Linked DNA regions of Zea mays: region 2 is linked to region 1. Evidence: chromatin contacts called from public Hi-C data. All regions are on one chromosome and are shown on one strand. Each heading gives the region's core, a stretch centred on a gene start, on an enhancer-like site or on the middle of the called end of the contact. The rest is flanking DNA. Distances are from core to core; before and after follow the strand shown. Region 1 holds the start of LOC103638274 (phosphatidylinositol 4-kinase gamma 5). Region 2 holds the start of LOC100144300 (TMV-MP30 binding protein 2C).

What was found. A called contact is a pair of places that touch in the nucleus more often than the background predicts.
Region 2: a Hi-C map of leaf shows a contact between it and region 1, with 6 times the contacts expected there. The contact joins the promoter of LOC100144300 here to the promoter of LOC103638274 in region 1. A contact is called at or near these places in 3 of 25 Hi-C or Micro-C datasets (ear, endosperm and leaf).

What each region holds. Positions count from the first base shown.
Region 1 is chr9:39,314,380-39,318,070 of Zm-B73-REFERENCE-NAM-5.0, reverse strand. LOC103638274 (phosphatidylinositol 4-kinase gamma 5) reads left to right here and starts at 1,976. Exons shown (of 3, transcript XM_008661235.4): 1 at 1,976-2,478; 2 at 3,114-3,207; 3 at 3,298-3,691. The coding sequence starts at 3,383. LOC103638275 (a long non-coding RNA gene) reads left to right here and starts at 612. Exons shown (of 3, transcript XR_558664.4): 1 at 612-796; 2 at 873-1,129; 3 at 1,220-1,293.
Region 2 is chr9:39,706,129-39,709,819 of Zm-B73-REFERENCE-NAM-5.0, reverse strand. It overlaps LOC100144300 (TMV-MP30 binding protein 2C), which reads right to left and starts at 1,673. Exons shown (of 5, transcript NM_001122869.2): 1 at 1,348-1,673; 2 at 1,169-1,237; 3 at 399-752. The coding sequence starts at 1,485.

The DNA of each region.
Region 1 (3,691 bases), core at 727-3,226:
TGACTCTGGAAGCCCATCTGATGTTGAGATATTAGAAAAGCCAACAGATTCTAATAAGAGGAAACTACTCCACGTGCTTGATGATAGCGAAGTAGTGTATGAAGATGAGGAAGGCCCTATTACTCAAGCAGACTTGCAAAGGTGGTTTGTTGATGATTGGGATAAAAGAGCTCATGTAAAAGTCTCTCCCGATGGGTGCACCAATGACTTTTTAATGGTTGGTCTTTCCACAAAGGACATGCCAGTGACCAAAGCCGATTCAATAGATGTTTTATGTGATTATATCATGGCAATAGAAGACAATACGACACTAGAGTAAGTGCTCATTGATTTATCTATTTTATGTATATCAACTACTTAGATTCTTGATATAGACTTTCGTTATGCTACATTACAGGATGACATGAGTGCAAAGTTTCAATCCTTTTAAGATAGAAATATCTTTCAAAGACATGCAAAACATATTAACGATAAATCAAGATATGATTCTAAGATGTTTTGACATGGCTGTTTGGCTGCTTGCTAATAAAGAGTCACGTAGGCCAAAAGAAGAAATCATAAATAATAGGTAGCATTATATGGACATGCGTTTTTGGGTAAGTTTATTTCCAATCATTAATGTATTAATATATAGTATCTACATCTAATCCTCATGTGGACATGTATATATACTGTCCAGAGAATGGTTGGTTTTGGTAAACTTCCAAAGTACCATCAGGATCCTACAACAAAAGAGTTAGCCAAAATACTCGATTGTTGGCCATCAATGAATTATTATATCACGGGTTGTAGATATGTAAGTATGTGTTCATTTCGAATGTATTTATAAAGGACACTTCTGTTGTAGGATCCTAATGACTGATATTTTGCAGGTTCTTATGCCATGAAAATTCAATGAATGTCACGCCCTTTTCGTAATAGATTATGTTAAAAAGCATGTGACTTTTATCGATTTTACACCGACTCAAGATTGGTGTAAATACATGTCATACAAGAGGTTCGCGGAAGCGATTATCATGGCCTCAAAAAAATATAAGATTGCTTACAACAAGAAACATTCTGGATGGGCGGAGGATATCTTTAAGTGGGAACATACAATTCAGACTGGTGTCCCAATTGACTTAAGAGGGTATTTTCTTCGTACCGCCTTCTCAGTAGTTTAAATTTTTTCTATGATAATCATTGTATAAAACATAGTTACCCAAACATTATTCTATAGGTTTAATACCAGCTACCTCGTTCTACAAGCTATGGCCATGTGGGGGAATGACAGACTACTGAAATTTGTTAGGGTGAGTGTAGTACGTTCGTTTTATGTTCAAAACATACATTCCAGCTATCTCATTCTACAAGATAATATGTTTTGTTCTCTTATGACTTTGTCTGTAGGATGTAAAGATTTTTCGAAGGAACTTTGTGATTGATATGTTAAGTTATGAGGACAATTCGTGCCGATATGTCATCCCTGCAAACATACAACAGGAACTTATCGATATCGCTAAAAAGGATTAGTTGATTAGTGTACAGTTGTCGACACATTTGTCTGTAATTAAAAATTCTAAATTAACTTTTTAGAAATAATTTGTGTGATATTGATAGTTTTCCACACGTATTTTGCATATTATAGTGATGTTTGTCGTTCCGTATCAATGTGTCATACAAATCTTTTACTTCCGTTGCAACGCACGAGCATATATCTATAATATATATTGTTATTGTGTTATTATACGGTTCCGTTGCAACGCACGGACACTCACCTAGTATAATTAAAAAAAACTAAGTACAATTTAGAATAGAGATGAGTTGAATGGTCTAACTTCTCATTTCTAGGACCGAAAAACGCTGCTGCAGCAGCACTACCTGAATGTAGGGACTGGAATTTGGACGGTGGGAACTCGCAATTGCAAAAAAAGAAAGAAAGGAGAAAGCAGAGAGATGGCCGTTACTCACGCCCGACTCACATCTCTCCCTAGCCATGGTTATTTGTTAACCCGTGTTCCTTAACCCCTCTTTAACCCATCCCTCACCCCCTACTTGAGGCGCACCACTCCTGCCCCTGCGCACGAACACACAGTACAGACACCAGGAACGGTTGAACAAGCGTGGGTGGGAGCTGGGAAGCAGGGGCGGCCAGTGGGGGCACCGGGAGGTGGAGCCGTTGTGCCAACCGAGAGTTGGTGGCGCGGCGCCGGCCGCCGGGCAGGGACTGGTGGTGCTGCCTTCTCGGAGTGTGGCAGCGGCGGCGGCGGAGCAGTGCCAGATCTGCGACTCCGACGGCGCAATCCACCATTCCCTGGCCAGTGGGGGCACCGGGAGGTGGAGCCGTTGTTCCAGCAACCGAGAGTTGGTGGCGCGGCGCCGGCCGCCGGGCAGGGATTGGTGGTGCTGCCTTCTCGGAGTGCGGCGGCGGCGGAGCAGTGCCAGATCTGCGACCCCGACGGCGCAATCCACCATTCCCTGGCCTCCGCATTGCATCAGGTACGGGTGGGGGTTCCTCGTCGACATTCCTGGGGTTGTCCATTTCCACTGGTGTTCATCTCATCAATTCTGCCGAGTCTCTGCATTTTCTTCCCATTTTTTATTCGATTTTTTCATAGCCGGGTGAGCAAAAGGTGACATATTTGGCAGTAAGTAACTATGCTTTCTTGCACATAGATGCAGCACAGCTTTAATTCTAGTAGCTTCTGGAACAATTGTTTCCTTTATTATGTTATTTCATTCACTAAGCTCTCAACTTGGATGCCCGATTGCACAGCATGGTGAATCAATGTTAGGTGCTAGTCTTCTGCCCCTTGACGCCATACCATTAGGCGTTTGCTTCTTCATCTGCTTTTAGCAGAAGCTGATCTGTGTCGATCGATCTGGCATTTGTGCAGCAGAGTTTGTGCCTGTGCAGAGCTACCGCTGTAGTGTAGATTTAGCTCGTGCCTGTGCAGAGTTATCATGAGGAAGCTTCCTTATCTTCTATTTCACAGTCCATGTAGAACAGGACTGGTGCTAGAGTGGATTGTATGTCATGGAAAGAATCTTCTTGTCTTGTTTCAGTGCTTTGTTAGTTTCTTCTCTCTTTGGGCTATGATGATAATCTCCTCTAATTCTTTCTGTTCTTGCAGGATCTAACAATCAACAAGCAAGCTTGTCCAGTCTCATAAGTAACAGCTACCTGGTGTAGAAGGGTTGCTGCTATCTGCCTGTCTTCACCTTATGGTAATGTCTAGCAAGTTGTAAAAGATGTCTGTCACTGTCTGATGATCTCTGCTGTGAGTCTCACTCGTCTGCTGAACTTGACGGGTGCAGAAGGAAACAAGAGAGGAGCAAGAAAGGCCGGATTCTGGCAGCTTCCTCTAGTACATTGGCTGCAATTTCTCTTTCAGTTTCTACCATGCCTCGCAACTTGGAATGCCCAGTGCAGACCCAGATGGCAGTCTCAGCCTTGGACCGAACTCTTAGCAGTGAGTATCCTACTAAAAGCAAAAGCGAGACCAAGGTTGGTGGATGGAAACGTGTTTTTGTCCAAACCGATGTTGGTTGTGTCCTGGCTATTCAATTGAATTGTGGTGACAATGCACATACGGTCAAAAGAAAGCTGCAGGTGGCCCTAAATTTTCCCACTGATGAGAGTGTTCTGAAAAATGATCTCAGCACCATTAGAAATGATTTCCCTTTGCTTCTCACCAAGACTTTCATGCAT
Region 2 (3,691 bases), core at 424-2,923, 390 kb before region 1:
TGCACAACCATTTATATACGCAAAAGTAACTGTAGATTACTCAATGTCTAAATCAAAGGGTAAGCTGGAATTGAACAAATATTGATTCGATACAGGGCAAAACAGCAAGCATAGCTAATTTGCAGTATCCTCAAAATGAGGATAAAGAACTTATAACTTTCATAAACTGTGTCATGCTGTTAAACAATCAGTCAACAACCCAGGTTTGTTGATGATATAAAAGTTATGAACACACATTGCAAATAAGAGACAGGACTATATATGCATGAACTGAGTGTAACAGCTATGGCTTTGTGCATAAATCATGTGACGGACTTTATAACTATTGTAGATTTTACAGACATATGCATGCTTGCTAATTCAGAATAGTAATTAATGACAATCGGGCAGCACTTCACCTTTGCATCATGCAACTGAGAATTGGTAGATCTGATCAAAGCTTCTTTGTCAGCCACCAGGCGTCTGAGTTCATCGATAGTTGCATATGCTGCATTCATCTCAGTCACAGAGCTCTCCGCAGACCTCAGTGCCTCCTCCTTCTCAAGCAGCTTCTTTTGTAGGTCATTGATCTGCTCGCTTAGCACAGCAACCTCATCCTTGGGCATATTTTCAGCACCTGACAGAGATAATGGCACAACTGAACCGTTGTCGCCGTTAGAATCTGGGGTGCTCTTCTTGGCTATATCACCAGGGTCTCTCCGCTTTTTGGCTGATACGCTCTGTGGCAATTTGACACTTTTCAAATCGCTTGCCTGTCAAAATAAAGCATCCATCCTCAGGTTCATCACTACCAAATCTAAAGAGAAATTGTCATGGTAGTTTTACAAAAGAATCACATATACTGAGGATTCAGCTGCCATTCATCAACATCAGGCTACAAAATATGTGAAAGCTGAGATGCTTACAAGATCTAGGGAAACTGTTATTGTGCGAAGGTCTAATTTGAATGAGGGGAAATCAGCCTTAGGCTGCATTTTTGTTCAGTCCTAACTAACTAACGGCGGAAACCGACAGCTGAAGGAAACCAGCAATTTAAAACAGGAAACATATATATTCGAACGTAAGCAAGCGACGCGTGAATTAAATCGACAAATCCACAAACTAAACTATCAAAGGAACAGAAAGAAAGACATAGGGGTAAATTAGGGGGGAAAAGGCGGTAACAAACCTTCTTGGGCGGCGCCGGCGTGTAGACCAGCGAAGCGCGACGCGAGTATGCCGGGTTGACCCTCCGGTCCTGCACGCATGAAGAAGCGACACAGGATAACGGTCAGGCAGCGCATCGACAAGAGCTCGCGGAAACCTCAGTAGCCCCGGCGAGATCTAGCACGGCACCCGCGAACTCACCATGAGCGACTCGACGAGCGGCACCATCTCGACGAGGTTCTTGAAGAGCACCCGATCCACGTTCCCGCCGCCGCCCTCGCCAGCCGGCCCGCCGTTGCCGGCCTCCGCCGGCTGCGGCTTGTGGGATCGATCATGCATTTGGTATCCTGTTTCGAATCGAGTCGAAATTGGAAAAGGAGGAGGTGGAAATGAAACCGCTGGGAATTGGGATGGGAATGGAAATGGGAAAATGGTCGAGCGATGTCAGTCTGACAGGCTCGGGTCGGGGTTTAAGGCTCTCAGAGGCGTTGGGTTCGGATGCCGACCGGGTCGGCCCCGCGGGCTTGCTTTTCTCTACGATTCGAAGCTTGGAGAGGAGGCTTGCCGGAACAAATAGAGATGCTGGCTTTCGGCAGAAGTGCTAGGCCACTGATTGCGAGTGGTTACTAGGGGAATTGCAGGTGGGATTGGGTGTTACGCATATAAAATTTGCATCATACCAGATACATGATACCGGATCTCACCTTCATTACTATTTCCAGCAAACTCTGTATCTCACTTTCTATCTTATTTTCTATTTCAAACTTTATTCTACAAACAGTGCAGTAATCTACAGTACAAAAACAGTATTTTGCACGGTCGTTTACACGGTCTAGTGGAGATAGCCTAAGATAGACTGCTCTATCAAATTCGGGGCGGGCTACAGCTATAATCGACCACTGACATAGTAAGCAAGCATTTTTTATAAAAAAATAGTTTTGATTTTTCTACGTTTTAAATAGGAATATTACATTTCAATAATTAACCATTAAGAAGATACATCTCTTTAAATGCAATCAACCTCTGAGAGGTTTTGGTGATCAATGACAAAACAAATAAAGACTTTAACAAGTTTGCTTCTAGTATATGTTTAAGTTGTGTAAGATAAAAAAAACACATGTGATATTGTAAAGCAAAATAGGGAGCTTATGGTTAATAAGAATCATGTGTATTTGTTGGTCACTTGTTCTCAAATGTTGCGAATCAAGAACAAGGCAACACAATTGCCAAAGATTAAAGATCTTCGTCCTCCGAAACATTATCTGCTCTTGGATATAATGATCTTTAGACGAAGGTCATGAAGGGCATGCCTTCATTATTTATAATAATATAAGAGTACATAGAGATAATGAATGTAATCCATCAGTTCATTCACATATGTATTTCGTAATGTATATATGAATATTAACAAAGTTTACATTACGTTGATACCTTCGGGTTGCTCGAAGATGTTGACTCGAGAGCAATTACAATCCAACGTGAACAGTACGGTGGAACTGTTTATCTATTTATAGGCACGGAACGCAGCCTGGATAAAAGTACATTTATGACCTTAACATTTGTTCATAACTATAATATAAATCGTCATGGACTAACTAGTCTTTTCCTCTTCAGCTCAGCATCATGTCTGGTCTTCGTCATCACTTTAAGTCGAAGATGTTATACTTCGTCTATAGCTTTGGCGTTCATTGTTATCACCCTCGGGCTGTATCTTCGTCTTGAAAACCTTCTGTAGAGGGGAAGACTTCTATCATGAACCGAAGCTCCATGTAGTGATCAATATTATGCTAGAAGCGAATGATTAGTTATGTTTTTAAGGACATTCGGAAGAGGAAGGCCCCCAACAGTAGCCCCTCACAGTATTAATTTGTTTCTTTGTAACAAATTTAGACTGCGATATAGACGAAAGCCTTTAGCCGAAGGTCCGAAAAACACCTCCCCTTCACTAGAATAGCGAATCATTCTGAACTGTGGGTATATGTGTACATTTGGGCCGCCCGGCCCGGCACGGCCCAAGCCCGAAAAGACTCGTATTGTTTGAATTTCGGACCGGCCCGGCCCGTTTGAATTTCGAGCCGTGCCGGGCTGGCCCATGGGCCTAGCCCACGGCCCGGCACGTAATTGCTTAAACGTGCTGGGCTCATTTCGTGCGGCCCAAAATTATAAAAGCCCGAAATTCAATTTTTGGCCCAAAATTCACATCAAGGCCCGAAATTCAGTTTTTGGCCCAAAATTCACATCAGGGCCCGGAATTCACATCAGAGTCCTAAATTCAAAACAAATTTAATAAAACAAATAAAAGATAAGACAAATAAATTTGACCAAAAGCAAACTTAATATGTGTATTAAGTTACTAGAGCTATGCAATGACTACCTTGTTTACAAATCATTTTGTTAGAAGAAAAAAGAGTATAGTTAGGTTTAAACAAAGTTCATAAGTTCAGTTCATTATCTAATGTTCACAACAAAACTAAAATTACATCACATACTCTAATTCAAAGCTACAAAAAACATCTAACTAGCATTATCTCTAGCTACAAAAGTG